Regions from separate parts of the Macaca mulatta genome. Here region 2 is linked to region 1. Evidence: chromatin contacts called from public Hi-C data. All regions are on one chromosome and are shown on one strand. Each heading gives the region's core, a stretch centred on a gene start, on an enhancer-like site or on the middle of the called end of the contact. The rest is flanking DNA. Distances are from core to core; before and after follow the strand shown.

Region 1 (6,485 bases), core at 2,514-5,013:
ACCTATTTGGGGGTGGGAGGGTCTCCCCAGGGACAACGGCTGTGCCCTTAGGCACCAAGTCATACAGGTACTTACGAGATGCTGAAGCCAGGGCCAAAAGGGATGGCGTGAGAGAGAAGACACAGTGAGCTCAACCCTGGGCCTCCCCTCAGCCCCCACCCGGCCCCTGCAGTTCCCTTCTTGTCACTGACCCAGTAGATCCCTCACAGGTAACCCAGCCGCCAGCAGGATGCTGGCTACACTGCCAGCCAGCCCTGAATAGGCAATGGAAGCTTATGTCACTGCAGCCCATGCCACCAGGACCGGTTGCTGAGACCGGGCAGCCTGAGGCTGGGAGTGGGGTGGACTCCCCCTGTGCAGGGCACTTCTTTGGTGTGGGGGCCACTGCAGCAAAGGGAACTTCCCTGGAAGGAACCCCAAAACAGAAAACCCAGATGTATGTCCAGACAGAGAAGAGCAGGTCCCTGGGGGGACCCCAAAACTGTCATTACCTGTGGCACATATGAAACAGAAGTAGGCTTCTATTTGGGGGTTGAGGGAGGGCAGACACAGGCTGAGGAGAGGGGATGGGAGGAGGAGAACCACGCCACACCCCACACCCCACTGACAGCTCATCAGCTGCAGCCCTGGGCCGGGTCCCGTGACCAGAGGACTGTGGGGTGGCTGGGCACCAGCCATGGGAGGGGAAGAGCAGCCAGCCATGGCCTCCCTGGCAGGCCTGGCACAGGATGGGCACATGGGGCTGTTCAGAAGCAGCCACCCTGGTAGGCCCAGAGGCTGGGAAAAAGCCGTGTTTCCTGAGCAGCAGCAGGAGGCCACCCGGCCCTGACCCCACATCGTGGAACAAGACTCACGCTTGCATAGTTGTGGTTGCTGTCTGGAAGCTGAAAAGATTTTCCTTGGGGAACCAGGTACGAATGGGGATGTCGTCTAAAAGAGACAAAAAGGAGCGGTGGCTGGGTGAGGTCTGTCCCTCCCTGTTGGGAAGCAGATGCTTCTGAGTCCGGGGGTCAGTGGCAGTGGGCAGCCAGGGCGGGTGGGGGGAGGCTGGCGCAGGGTGGCATCCCCCCACGGGCCCAGAGGGCAGTGCTCGAATGTCTGCTGCTCACTCACCAAGACCACGGTCTTGGTGACTTGACGCTTTGATTTTTTTTGGCTTAACTTTCCCTTTGGCCACCCAAAGTTTGAGGAACATTCCTTTGAAAGCACGGTCTGTCTCCAGGAGGCCCAGGAAAAAAATGCATCTGTTTCCCTCGGGCATCTGAGGCCTTCTCCACAGCCCCCATGCTCTAGCTGGAGGCCCTCGCTGAGGCTAGAGACCACCTTGCTGAGGGTTGTCGCCTTCCCAGGGACCCCACAGCCTTTTCCTGATGCCCAAGTGTGGGGACCGTGGAGTGACTTTCTGCCTGGTGGACAAGCTACCACGCAACTCAACAGTCCTGGGGAAACGGGCCCACTGCCTGGCTGGGCCCCAACAGCTTCCCAGGACTCTTGGAGGGCAGCCCAATCTCCTGATTAAGTGGTGTTTCCTCCCTATATATCCCTTAAGATCCTCCCAGGCCCCCTCCTCTGGGAAGCACTCCTTGATTGACCTGGTGCTAGCCGGGCCAAAGCGGACTGTGAGGCCTGGCAGATTTTGCTGAGGAGCTGAGGGAACTCACAGCTCATAGGGTGTGGAGGCAGCAGCAGGAGCCTGCTGGGTTTAATCTTGAGTCCGCTGGCATACTGTGACCTGAGCACCCATCCCCTGTTCCAAGCCTCACAGTGGCTGCTGCTGTCAGACCCTGGCAGTGGCATGCACCCCCAAACCTGTCCATGCCCCGACACAAGCCCCTCACCAGACACACGGTCAACACTGTACATCCTCTCCAGCTTCTTGCGGCGGCCAGAGGTCTCAGGCAGAGGCGGCTGGTCCAGACCAAAGGCCCGAGGGGTGGGGCCAGGAGCCAGCTGTGCACATCCGGGGCATTCCTTGGAGCCCTGGCGGCTGCCCGCCCAGCTCTGGCAGGGCCTGCTGACATCCTCCCGGCTGCCGCCAGGGCTGGCGCGCAGGGGCTGGCTGTGGTGGTGAGGGTGCCGCTGCCGCCGCCCCTTCACCACCGCCAGCTCAATGGCCTCCGCCTCGGGGCTGGGCAGCAGGGCAGGCTCCCCAGAGATGGTGTACACTCGAGGCTGGGGGCCCTCGCCTGCGGGCTTCCTAATGCCGGGCTCCTCTGAGAGGCTGCCCTCGTAGCAGCCGTTGGAGACGAGGGACAGGCGGCGCTTGTTCTGGGGGGCCGGCTGCATCTCGGGGGACCCGTCGTGGCCAGAGTAGGCATCAGCCAGCAGGTGATCTGGGAGAGACACTGGGTGAGCCTGCAGCGGCGTGGCCCCCCGCTGCTGGTTTCATAGCAGGCCGAAGGCAGAGAATACCCAATGGGCACCTGGCGTCTGTGGGGGGCTGGGGCTGCTCAAACCCTAGTCACTGGCATGTTTCTGAGCCCCTCACTCCTATCTGGGCCTCAAGCCCCTGCATGTGTGTGGGGGCGGGGTGACTCCGCGCTACCTGTGTGCGGTCCTGCTGGGTAGGAACACGCAGGCCACCCCCCAGCCTGCGATCGCACCGTTTGCCTGGTGCCAACTTCCCCCTCCCCCCACCAGCTGGCCCCCAGAGGCAGTGGTGCCAGCCCTGGGGGAGCCAGGAGGCCTGTTGCCATGCCAACGGCCCAGGCGGGGTGGGTGCCATGGTGACGAGCGGCTGGGAACTGCTCCTGGGGCTCGGGCAGGGAGGGCAGGGGATGTGAGGAAGCCAGGCCGGCAGGGCGCCCGGCCCACGCGCAACCAATGCCCCTCACGCTCCACCCCCGGAGGCAGGGATCAGCATCCCCTGGGCTGGGGGGTCTGGGCGGCCCTGGCATGGCCTCGCGTGCCCTACCTGCGCCGTTGCGGTTCTCAGGGTGACTCTGGGACAGGTACTCTCCAAACGCTCGAGCTGCTCTGAGGGTGGACAGAGAGGGCACGGTCGGAGGCCACGGCACGACCCTCCCAAACACAGGGCGGCACAAGAGCCGGGGAGCCGGTCCCCAGCCAGGCCTTAGGCGTCTGGAGGGAGGGTCGGGGGTCGCCCCCTCCGGGAACCCACACACCCTTGGTACTGGTGCGCCCTGGCCAGGCCTGCAGGCCCGGCCCCTGCCCGTTGGCCCGTGGAGAGGGGTCGCGAGGCTGGTTAGCTGCTGTTCCCTGGGGAACCGAGGCCACTCCCGACCCGGGGGGTGCGCTCGCCCACCATGCGCTCGCGAGGGGAGGGGACAGGAGGGCAGGGCAGGGGGCCAGGAAGAGGGAGGCGCGGCGAGAAGCCAGAGGAGGGGGCGCGGGACGCGGGGAGGGCGCCGCAGTGGGAGAGGCTGGGGCCCGGGAGCCCGGGGAGCACCGCGGGGCAGGGGCGGACTCGGGCGGGGTCGGGGGTCCGGGGCGGGGTAGCACTCACCGCACTTTGGCCGCCACCGAGGACATGGCCTCGCTCCTCAGCGCCCTCCTCCTGGAGGCGGCGGCGCCCATGGTCGAGGCGGCGGCGCATCCCCCGGGCCTCAGAGCGCGCCCCGCGCCCGCCGCCTCCGCCGGGGTAGCCGCGCCGCGCCGGGGGTCGCGCTTGGGCTTGGGTTCGGGGTCTCGCTCGGGCTCCGACTCGGGCTTGGGCTCGGGCTCGGGGTCGGGCCCGGGCCCCGCATGGCCGCACCCGGCGCTCCGCGCGTGCCGCCGCTCCCGGGAGAGCGCTGCCCGGACCGAGGGCTGGCCCCGCCCATCGTGACGTCAGGACCCGGGCGGGCTCGGAGGGGCACTCGGTCCCGCCCACTGTGACGTCAGGGCCCGGGAGCACTCGGAGAGGACAAGTGACCCCGCCCACCGTGACGTCAGGGCTCGGGTTGGGGGCGGGGCCGGACGGCCTGGCTCCGCGCCCTCTCGTCCAGGCCTCCAGAGCGGGGAAACAGGCCAGCGGCCGCCTGTTCGCAAAGTCCTGGGCCCTCGGCCCTCATGATCTGCAGGGGTCACAGGGCGGCCGATTCTCCCTCCCCTTACACAAAAGGGCTCCCTGTGCAGTTTGGGACCTGGAAACTGAAGGGGAAGCCGGTTTAGGGGCACCCAGTGTGCTCGAGGCCAGAGGGAGCCAGAGGGTCCTGTCCTGGTCCTGGGAGCCACAGCTCCACGCAGACTCTGGGAGCCCTACCTGCCTGGCCTGCAGTTGCCACCCTAGGGGCTCTCAGGCCCCAGCAGTGGGGTCATTTGAGGATGGCTGGGGACTGCCCAACCTCGGCGACCACCCATATCAGGGACAGCCAGTAGTGTTTCTTTGCGACAGGGACCTCAGCCCGGGGGACACGTCCAACACTCAGATCCACCTTTATTGAAACATCACATGGCAGCATCAGGGCTCCCACACCTCACAGGGCTTCAGGGGCCTCACAGGGCTGCATCGGGTTCACAGGGCTCTGGGGGGGTTCACAGGGCTCCGGGGGGGCTCACAGGGCAGCAGGGAGGCTCACAGGGCTGCAGGGGGTCAGAGGGCTTTGGGGGGCCTCACAGGGGTGCAGGGGGGCTGAGAGAGCAGCAGGGAGGCTCATAGGGCTGCAGCAGGTTCACAGGGCTTTGGGGGGCCTCACAGGGCTGCAGGGGGCTCACAGGGCTCTCACAGGGCTGCAGGAAGGGTTCACAGGGCTGCAGGTAGGCTCATAGGGCTTTGGGGGGCCTCACAGGACTGCAGGGGGGCTGACAGAGCAGCAGGGAGGCTCACAGGGCAATAGGGGGTTCACAGAGCTTCGGGGCCCTCACAGGACTGCAGGGGGGCTCACAGGGATGCAGGGGGTTCACAGGGCTTCAGGGGCCTCACAGGGCTGCAGGGGGAGCTCACAGGGCCCTGTGTGCAGGGCTGCAGGTACAGAGAAGAGGCCCAGAGAATCCTAACACAGCCTGGGGCTCCGGGGAAAGCTGGGGCTTCCAGCAGGGCAGGTACAGAGGACCCTAGGAGTTGGCAGCAGCCTCAGCCTTGGGGACAGTCCCACAGAAGACACTGCATCTGGGCTCTTTAGCACAGGCCTCTACCCATCCTGGTCAGAGGAGCCCTCGGACAGTTTTGGGAAAGCCAGGCTGGGGTGTCCATGCTGCAGCAAGGACTCGTCCTCCTGCAAGCAGACCGTATGTTGCACGTGAGGACTAGGCAGGGCCGAGGCTGTGCAGCGCTGGTAACCCAGTGGGACCACAGGGAGGGAGTGTCCGGCTCAGGGCGAGGCACTGAGGCTCAGCTGCGGGCATGAGGTGGGGCCACGCCCAGCTACTCACCGAGTCCGAGCCCCGCTCCGCCGAGGTACTCTGGAAGTCTGCGTATGCATCCCTGGGGACGTCCAGCAGCTCCTCCTCATACTCCGTCTGGTAATCAGATTCGTCTGGCGCCGAGGGTAGGGCCACATCAGTTCCCTCCCAAGGAAGGGACCATGCCCAGCACAGCCACACTCAGAGGCAGAACTGGTCACAGATGCCCACCCCTGCCCCTAGGTGGCCAGGGGCCCCACAGGCAGCCACCTGGTCCCAGGGCAGCCCTGCACACCACCCCTGGTTCTGTCTGCCTCCAGCCTTGCCCCAGCATATCACTTGGTAGGTCTTCCACAAGGGCAAGGGGTGGGTAGACACTCCTCCCCTTGTCAGCCAGGCACCCTTAGGGCTCCCGCACCCCAGACCAGGCCTCTGTGGACAGCAGCTGCCTTGCCCAGGGCTCTCTCAGCCCACAGCAGCCACGAGAAGGCGTCTCCCGGGAGAATTCCAGTTCTGCTGTCAGGAGGCCACTGGCCGAAGGCCCAAGCGCAGGGCCCTGGATGGAGCGTGGAGGGGAGTGGCCCTTCTGGCCCTGCTGCCCCTCCAACAAGCAGCCTTCATTCCCATTCCCACTGGGTGGGGTGGGGTGGGAGGCAAAACGTGGTTCTACCTCAGGCCTGAGGTGTGGCTGGGACTTGGGGTGAATGAAGGGCAGAGGCTGGGTGGCCCAGGGTGGTCAAAGTCCCACTGCTGTGGGTACACGTGGTGCCCGGGACGGAGGAGCGCCACCAAGCACCCCAGCTGCCATAGCGTGGGCATGGACGTGGGCAGGAGGGGAGGCCGTGGGCCTCTGGGGTGGGGGCGTCGAGCCCAACACAGCATCAGGAGGCCACGCAGCCGCGAGCACCTCATCTTGGGCCTCCACTCACCATCCACCATGGCGGGCTTGGCGGGCTCAATGCAAGACACAATTTCAGCAAGGTCCGTGAAGGAGGCGTTGGGACAGGTGAGGACCTGGGGGTGGGGTGAGGACAGCATGTTGCCCGTGGACACCCACCTGCCAGTCCCCAGCCTGCTTCCTGTGGGAAGGCCCCACCCACCCTGTGCCCTCTCTGTAGCCTCCGCCTGCCCCCCAAGTTGGGGCAGGGGCAGGGGCTGGGGAGATGCGCAGTCCTGAGCAATCCTTGTCCTAGCCCTGGAGT
Region 2 (6,485 bases), core at 1,055-3,554, 34 kb before region 1:
TAGTTCATAAGCATGATGATTGCCTCATGTGTAGGGTATGTCTCCCTCAAACCCTGTTATGATGTCAGCACATTACCTGTCTGACATGGGGAAAAAAAGTCTAATCTGAAATTCCTTATGGCAAAGTTCCAGCCAATTTAAAAAGGAGCCTGTATGGCCAGTCACCACTGTTGTTGTACTTTAGGCAAATAATCAGGCCAAATATTTTACAAGTAAATTGTAAAATTTATTTTACAAGTAAATTGGTCTTACCAAGATTTATCTTTGGTAGAAATGGGGAAGTAGAGAAAAATTATGTTTCAGAGAAAAACTATAGCATACCTATTACTGGATTCTATCCCTGACCATTGTATTTTTTATTTTCCTATAATCTGGACTAAATCCTGAACAATCTTCTGGCTACAAGTCTCTAAAGAAGAACCTAGGCCGGGCGCGGTGGCTCACGCCTGTAATCCCAGCACTTTGGAAGGCCGAGGCGGGCGGATCACAAGGTCAGGAGATCGAGACCACAGTGAAACCCCGTCTCTACTAAAAATACAAAAAATTAGCCGGGCGAGGTGGCGGGCGCCTGTAGTCCCAGCTACTCGGGAGGCTGAGGCAGGAGAATGGCGTGGACCCGGGAGGCGGAGCTTGCAGTGAGCCGAGATCCCGCCACTGCACTCCAGCCTGGGCAACAGAGCGAGACTCCGTCTCAAAAAAAAAAAAAAAAAAAAGAACCTGGCTGGGTACAGTGTTCACACCTATAATCCCAGCACTTTGGGAGGCCCAGATGAGAGGATCGCTTGGGCTCAGGAGTTCGAGACTAGCCTGGGCAAGGTGGCAAGACCTAGTCTCCACCAAAAAAATTTAAAAATTAGCCGGTCCTGGTGGCAAACACCTGTATTCCCAGGTACTCGGGAGGCTGAGACAAGAGGACCCTTTAAGCCCAAGAGCTCAAGGCTGCTATGAGTGGGGATTGTGCCTCTGCACTCCAGCGTGGGCGACAAAGCAAGACCCCATCGCTAAATAATAAATAAAGAAGAACATGGATTTTACTTTCTTCATGTTTTTAGTTGTCTCCCTAATGGAATAGGTATGTTTCTTTCATCTAGCATATAAATTGGTTATAGTCCTATGTGTTACTTCTGAGAAAACTAAAATTAATGGTGTTTCTAAAAACTAGAGATGATTCAACAGGTGATAGCAGCTGTATAAGTTAATGACTTCACTGAGGCCTCATGTTTGCCACCCTGTGATGCCATTCCAATTCAGTTTGTGATGTTCTTAAAAAAAACAATCCTCCCTGAAATGTCTCCTCCTTCCCTGCTTGGAATGGGACAGGACTATGTGGGAATGAGCCTTCCCAGCAAGAGGGGACACTCTGACCCTCGGATTTTGATAATCAATGCTTTCAAGAAGAAATATTTTGATCAAAAGGGGGGCAAATGAGAAAGAAAAAAATCATTTATCTGAGGAATGCAAAGCCCTTTTAAACTTCTGGCCCGGAAAGCCTGATGTTAAGTACCAGAAAGCATTTCAAATGAAATCGCAGTCCCTCACTACCCCTTGAGCCAAGTAACTTCCCACTGGTAACACCCAGCCGTGGCCAATCGCGAACCAATGCCGTTTCTACAAGCCAGTGAGCTCCAAACCACCTGCTCTCCCACGGGCTCTCTTTTCTTTAAAAACCTGAGCCTCTGTCTTGTTCTCCGGTGCACCTGGTGACCCAGGCCGCCCTCGACCTCTGTGCCTGAATAAACCCACCGGGCACCACATTCTGACCCTTTTCATTAGTTTAGGTTCACAGCTAATACAGGACTCAGCGCCGGTGGGCAGGAAGCCAGGGCCCCTGCAGGGAGGCGCCCGTCCCTTCTCCCGGGGAGGGCAGGGCTGGGCGCGCGTCCCACCGGGAGCGCCGCCTCCTCGGCGACGGAGCAAAGGGCCTCCGGGTCCCGTGACGTCCGCGCTCGGAAGGCGCGGAGGAGGGCAGGCCCCGCGGGACAGGGCGGCGGGATCGGCTCAGCGTCCCGCGGCGTCCGGCTGCCCGGCGGCCTCCGGAGCGGGGCCCTGCAGGAGAACGCGCTTTCCCCGCCCCATCGGGGCCTCAGTTTCCCCACCCCGGGAGAGCCGGCGGCCCGGCCCCGGCTCACTCTTAGCTGCGGCCCTCACCTCAGGACGCGCGCACTGGGCCCGGCCCCGCTCTGCCCTCCGCGCCCAGGCCGCCCACCTGGCCCGCGCGGCCCGGGGTCGCTCACCTGCAGGGCCGGGGCCGCCCCACACCGTCCACGCCCGGCGCGGAACCTTGGCCCTACCGCAGCAGCTGGCCCGGAGGGCTTTATCCGGCGCACCGAGGCCAGCGCGGGAGGGGCTGGGAAGCCGGGCGCACAAAGCTGCAGGCGGAAGTCCGGCCGGGGCGGGGCCTGAACGGGAGGTGGGCGTGGTCGTCTCAGGCGGGGGCGGGGTCAGGAGGTCCCGGGCGGGGCGGGGCCCTATCGGGGAGGAGCGGGCGCCTGCCGCCAGGGGGCGCCGTGGGGCAGCGGGGTTGCACCTGGCGCGCGGCTGCCGCTCCTCTGCCCGCCTCCCAGGCCCCGCAGCCCCGCGCCGCCTCCTGGACCCGGACCCGGACCCGGTCCCGGACCCTCCGTGGGATCCCAGCTCCTCCTCGAGCCGCCACGGGCCGCCATGGCCTCTCTGGGGGACCTGGTGCGCGCCTGGCACCTGGGCGCGCAGGCCGTAGATCGCGGGGACTGGGCCCGCGCCTTGCACCTGTTCTCGGGCGTCCCGGCGCCGCCCGCCAGGCTGTGCTTCAACGCGGGCTGCGTGCACCTGCTGGCCGGGGACGCCGAGGCCGCGCTGCGGGTGAGCGGGGCGTGGGGAGGCCGGTGCGGACGATGCCTCCGCCTCGAGCCCCTGGGGAGGGCTCTGCGCCCCTCCCCGACGGTTACGGGGTCGCCCTGCCGCCCCCGACCCAGCGAACGCCCCTGCAGGTGGGAGCCGAGCAGTGGGGGCCGCACCTGAGCTGAGCGAGGCCGGGCTGGGGGGCGCGGCGGTTACTGGCAGAGGCCCGGGCCCGAGGGTGACTCACACCGGGAAGGGGGAAGCTGCTGGGCTGGGTCAGGCCCGAGGGGCCGCCCTGCACCAAGGGGAAAGCGTTGCACCTGTGGTCATGGCCAGGAGACAGGGTCAGTCTCCTCCTCTGAGCCCTCAGCCAGGAGGGCTGAACGCAGCCCACTCCCCAAAACAGCCAGGAGTCCAGGGTGCCCGGGTGCAGCGGCCAAGGCCCTGCACGGAGTCCGCTGCCCTTCCTGCGCCCGCCCCCGTTCTGAGGCCGCCTGTACCTGCGCATTCCAAACACCAGCGCTGCCCCCACGCTCAGTCCCAAGCACCCTGCAGAAGCAGGCAGGTGCCCACGGTTATTGAAGGCTTGGTGACAGCAGCGATGAAAAGGAGAGGGAACTTTGCTCTGTGAGAGGGTCTCCACGCCCCTGACTCACAAAATATCCCCCTTGGAGGAGACTGGGCAAAGTGCATGAGACCCCCCCTCTCTTGTGTCTTAAAGCTGCATACAAATTTACAGTCACCTCCACAATGATTTCATTTTTTTGTTTGTTTCAAAGATGGAGTCTTGTTCTGTCGCCCAGGCTGACTGGAGTGCAGTGGTGCCATCTCGGCTCACTGCAACCTCTGCCTCTGGAGTTCAAGCAATTCTGCCTCAGCCTCCTGAGGAGCTGGGATTACAGGCGCCCACCACCCTGCCCGGCTGATTTTGTATTTTTAGTAGAGACGGGTTTCACCATGTTGGTGAGGCTGGTCTTGAACTCCTGACCTCAGGTGATCTACCCTCCTCGGCCTCCCAAAGTTGGTGGGATTACAAACGTGAGCCACGTTGCCCTACCCACAATGATTTCATTTTAAAATGTTATCCAAGAAAGGGAATGTAATCATTAGACACCAGGTGGTTCAGCAACAAATCCTATGTTCGGGGCTAACCCAGTCACCCTGTGCTCACATGCCTGGTTTCACTACAGAGACAGGACACAGTGAAAGTCAATACAACTAATCACAGCATATGGTATTAGGAATATAGGAACTTAGGAAAGAGGATGGAACAGCTGTGATTCATAAAACCGATCATCTGAGGGGCAGGCCAGGGTGCAGGTGTTGCTGGAACTGCTGTCTCTTGGTAGGAGCCTTGCGTGACTTTTGGGGAAGATAAGTGGGTTCTGCTGGCCCTGAGCAGCCACCCCACATCAGGGCTGCGTGCCTGTGCTCAGCCGCCACACTTCACACCTGTGTGAACTCGGTTCAGCGACAAGACCCCGCTCAGCCAGATTTGTGAAAGAGAGACCATAGCACCCTTCCTGTCACACACACTTAACTGATGGCCACAGTCCCTGTTCAGAACATTCTATGTCTTTCTGAGTCTGGTTTAAGGAAGAGCTGTGCTTTACACACAGATAAACCCATGAGGACATGTGTGTTGTTCTTTCTGATTCTAGTAGATTTCTAGTCATTTGCATGAACTATCCAAAAAGGATTTTTATTTTATGTTTTGAGACAGAATCTTGCTCTGTCTTACAGGCTGGAGTGCAGTGGCATGATCTCAGCTCATTGCAACATCCGCCTCCCTGGTTTAAGCGAGTCTGCTGCCTCAGCCTCTCGAATAGCTGGGACTACAAGCGCGTACCGCCATGCCCAGCTCATTTTTGTATTTTTGGTAGAGACAGGGTTTCACCATGTTGGCCAGGCTGGTCTCGAACTCCTGACCTCGTGATCCGCCTGCCTCGGCCTCCCAAAGTGCTAGGATTACAGGTGTGGGCTAACATGCCCGGCCTGTAATGCAGGTCTTTAACTGGTGACTCTGGGATCTGGGCTGTGTTATCTCATCTCCAGTATTGTGACAGCCAAGGTCGCCTGAGGTCAGGAGTTCGAGAATCTCTTGAACCCAGAGGTGGAGGCAGCCGTGAGCCGAGATCGAGCCGCTGCACTCCAGCCTGGGTGACAGAGCAAGACCCTGTCTCAAAAAAAAAAAAAAAAAAGATTTTTAAAAGACAAAAGTCTCATATAACCCCACCCCCTGAGGTAACTATTATTAACACACTGGAACACTTTTTTCCAGCCTCTGTCCTTGTGCTCACGGTAAACAAATCGGTTTTAGCAGCACCTCAGTGGGCTTTGCACCCCGGACGGGTTGGGGTTGGGTGGGCTGTGGCGGCCTGAGTGGTAACAGCCCTGCCCAGGCAGGAGCCTCCAAAGGTCCCTGGACAGGAGCAGGAGGGGCCGATGGGATTCTGTGGCCCTGGCACCGATCACACCGTATCTGTGATGCTGTGTGACCAGGTTACGGACCTTGGCATCCCATGGGCATTTTTGTCCCCAGGCATTTGACCAAGCCGTGACCAAGGACACCTGCATGGCGGTTGGCTTCTTCCAGCGAGGAGTGGCCAACTTCCAGCTGGCGAGGTGAGTACAGGGGTGCCTTGTTCCTTCTCTGACGGCCCTTTGTCTCCCTGCAGAGTCCACTCCTGCACTCCCCCCTCCTCCGTCTCCACCTGCTCCCTCCTCTTGCCCACTCCCTCCTCCGTGGTTCCTGGCTCCAGGGAAACCTGGGCAGAGACTGTGGCCCTCACCTCTGCTGACCACCACCCTTGAACACAGGTGGTCGGGTCCTCACTGCTAACCTGGGCCCTCTGCACCATGTCCCTTCCTAAAGGAGGAATGAGGGAAGGGAGACCATCGGGACTGCAGGCCAGGCCCTGCCTCGGCCTCTCTGCCTGATGCTCAAAGGCCCCATCCCAGGAGGGCAGGCTCTGTGGGGAAGTGGATCACAGTCCCGAGAGCCTTGCAGTCCTGAATGTCAAAACCCCTGAAGTCTAAAATCCCAAAAAGTATAATTCTAGAAAAAATAAAATTCTGTAAAAGATATTTATTTACTTTTTAAAAATTATTTTGAGGCAGAGTCTCACTCTGTCGCCCAGGCTGGAGTGCAGTGGCGGGATCTCGGCTCACTGTAAGCTCCGCCTCCTGGGTTCAAGCGATTCTCCTGCCTCAGCCTCCCGGGTAGCTGGGATTACAGGCAGGCACCACCTCGCCCGGCTAATTTTTTGTACTTTTTTAGTAGAGACGGGGTTTCACCGTGTTAGCCAGGATGGTCTCGATCTCCTGACCTCGTAATCCGCCCGCCTCGGCCTCCCAAAGTGCTGGGATTACAGGCATGAGCCACCGCACTCTGCCAACATACATATTTTTTCTTTTTTTTTTTTTTTTTTTTTTTTTTTTTTGAGACGGAGTCTCGCTCTGTCGCCCAGGCTGGAGTGCAGTGGCGCGATCTCGGCTCACTGCAAGCTCCGCCTCCTGGGTTCACGCCATTCTCCTGCCTCAGCCTCCCGAGTAGCTGGGACTACAGGCGCCCACAACCGCGCCCGGCTAACTTTTTTTTGTATTTTTAGTAGAGACGGGGTTTCACCGTGGTCTCGATCTCCTGACCTTGTGATCCGCCCGCCTCG

Evidence for each region. Hi-C and Micro-C count contacts between places; a contact is called where the count stands out from the background.
Region 2: a Hi-C map of fetal cortex germinal zone shows a contact between it and region 1, with 3 times the contacts expected there. The contact joins the promoter of EXD3 here to the promoter of NSMF in region 1. A contact is called at or near these places in 4 of 14 Hi-C or Micro-C datasets (CD4 T cells, fetal cortex germinal zone, fetal cortical plate and 1 more).

Annotation. Positions count from the first base shown.
Region 1 is chr15:4,987,686-4,994,170 of T2T-MMU8v2.0, reverse strand. It overlaps NSMF (NMDA receptor synaptonuclear signaling and neuronal migration factor), which reads right to left and starts at 3,763. Exons shown (of 14, transcript XR_013405227.1): 1 at 3,467-3,763; 2 at 2,915-2,976; 3 at 1,839-2,333; 4 at 855-930. It overlaps PNPLA7 (patatin like phospholipase domain containing 7), which reads right to left. Exons shown (of 34, transcript XM_077966762.1): 32 at 6,213-6,297; 33 at 5,314-5,417; 34 at 4,362-5,156. The coding sequence ends at 5,073.
Region 2 is chr15:5,020,587-5,027,071 of T2T-MMU8v2.0, reverse strand. EXD3 (exonuclease 3'-5' domain containing 3) reads right to left here and starts at 2,304. Exons shown (of 22, transcript XR_013405209.1): 1 at 2,235-2,304. It overlaps NOXA1 (NADPH oxidase activator 1), which reads left to right and starts at 2,281. Exons shown (of 12, transcript XM_077966904.1): 1 at 2,281-2,838; 2 at 5,360-5,442. The coding sequence starts at 2,662. LOC144334886 reads left to right here. Exons shown (of 4, transcript XM_077966731.1): 4 at 890-1,024. It also overlaps the pseudogene LOC114672935.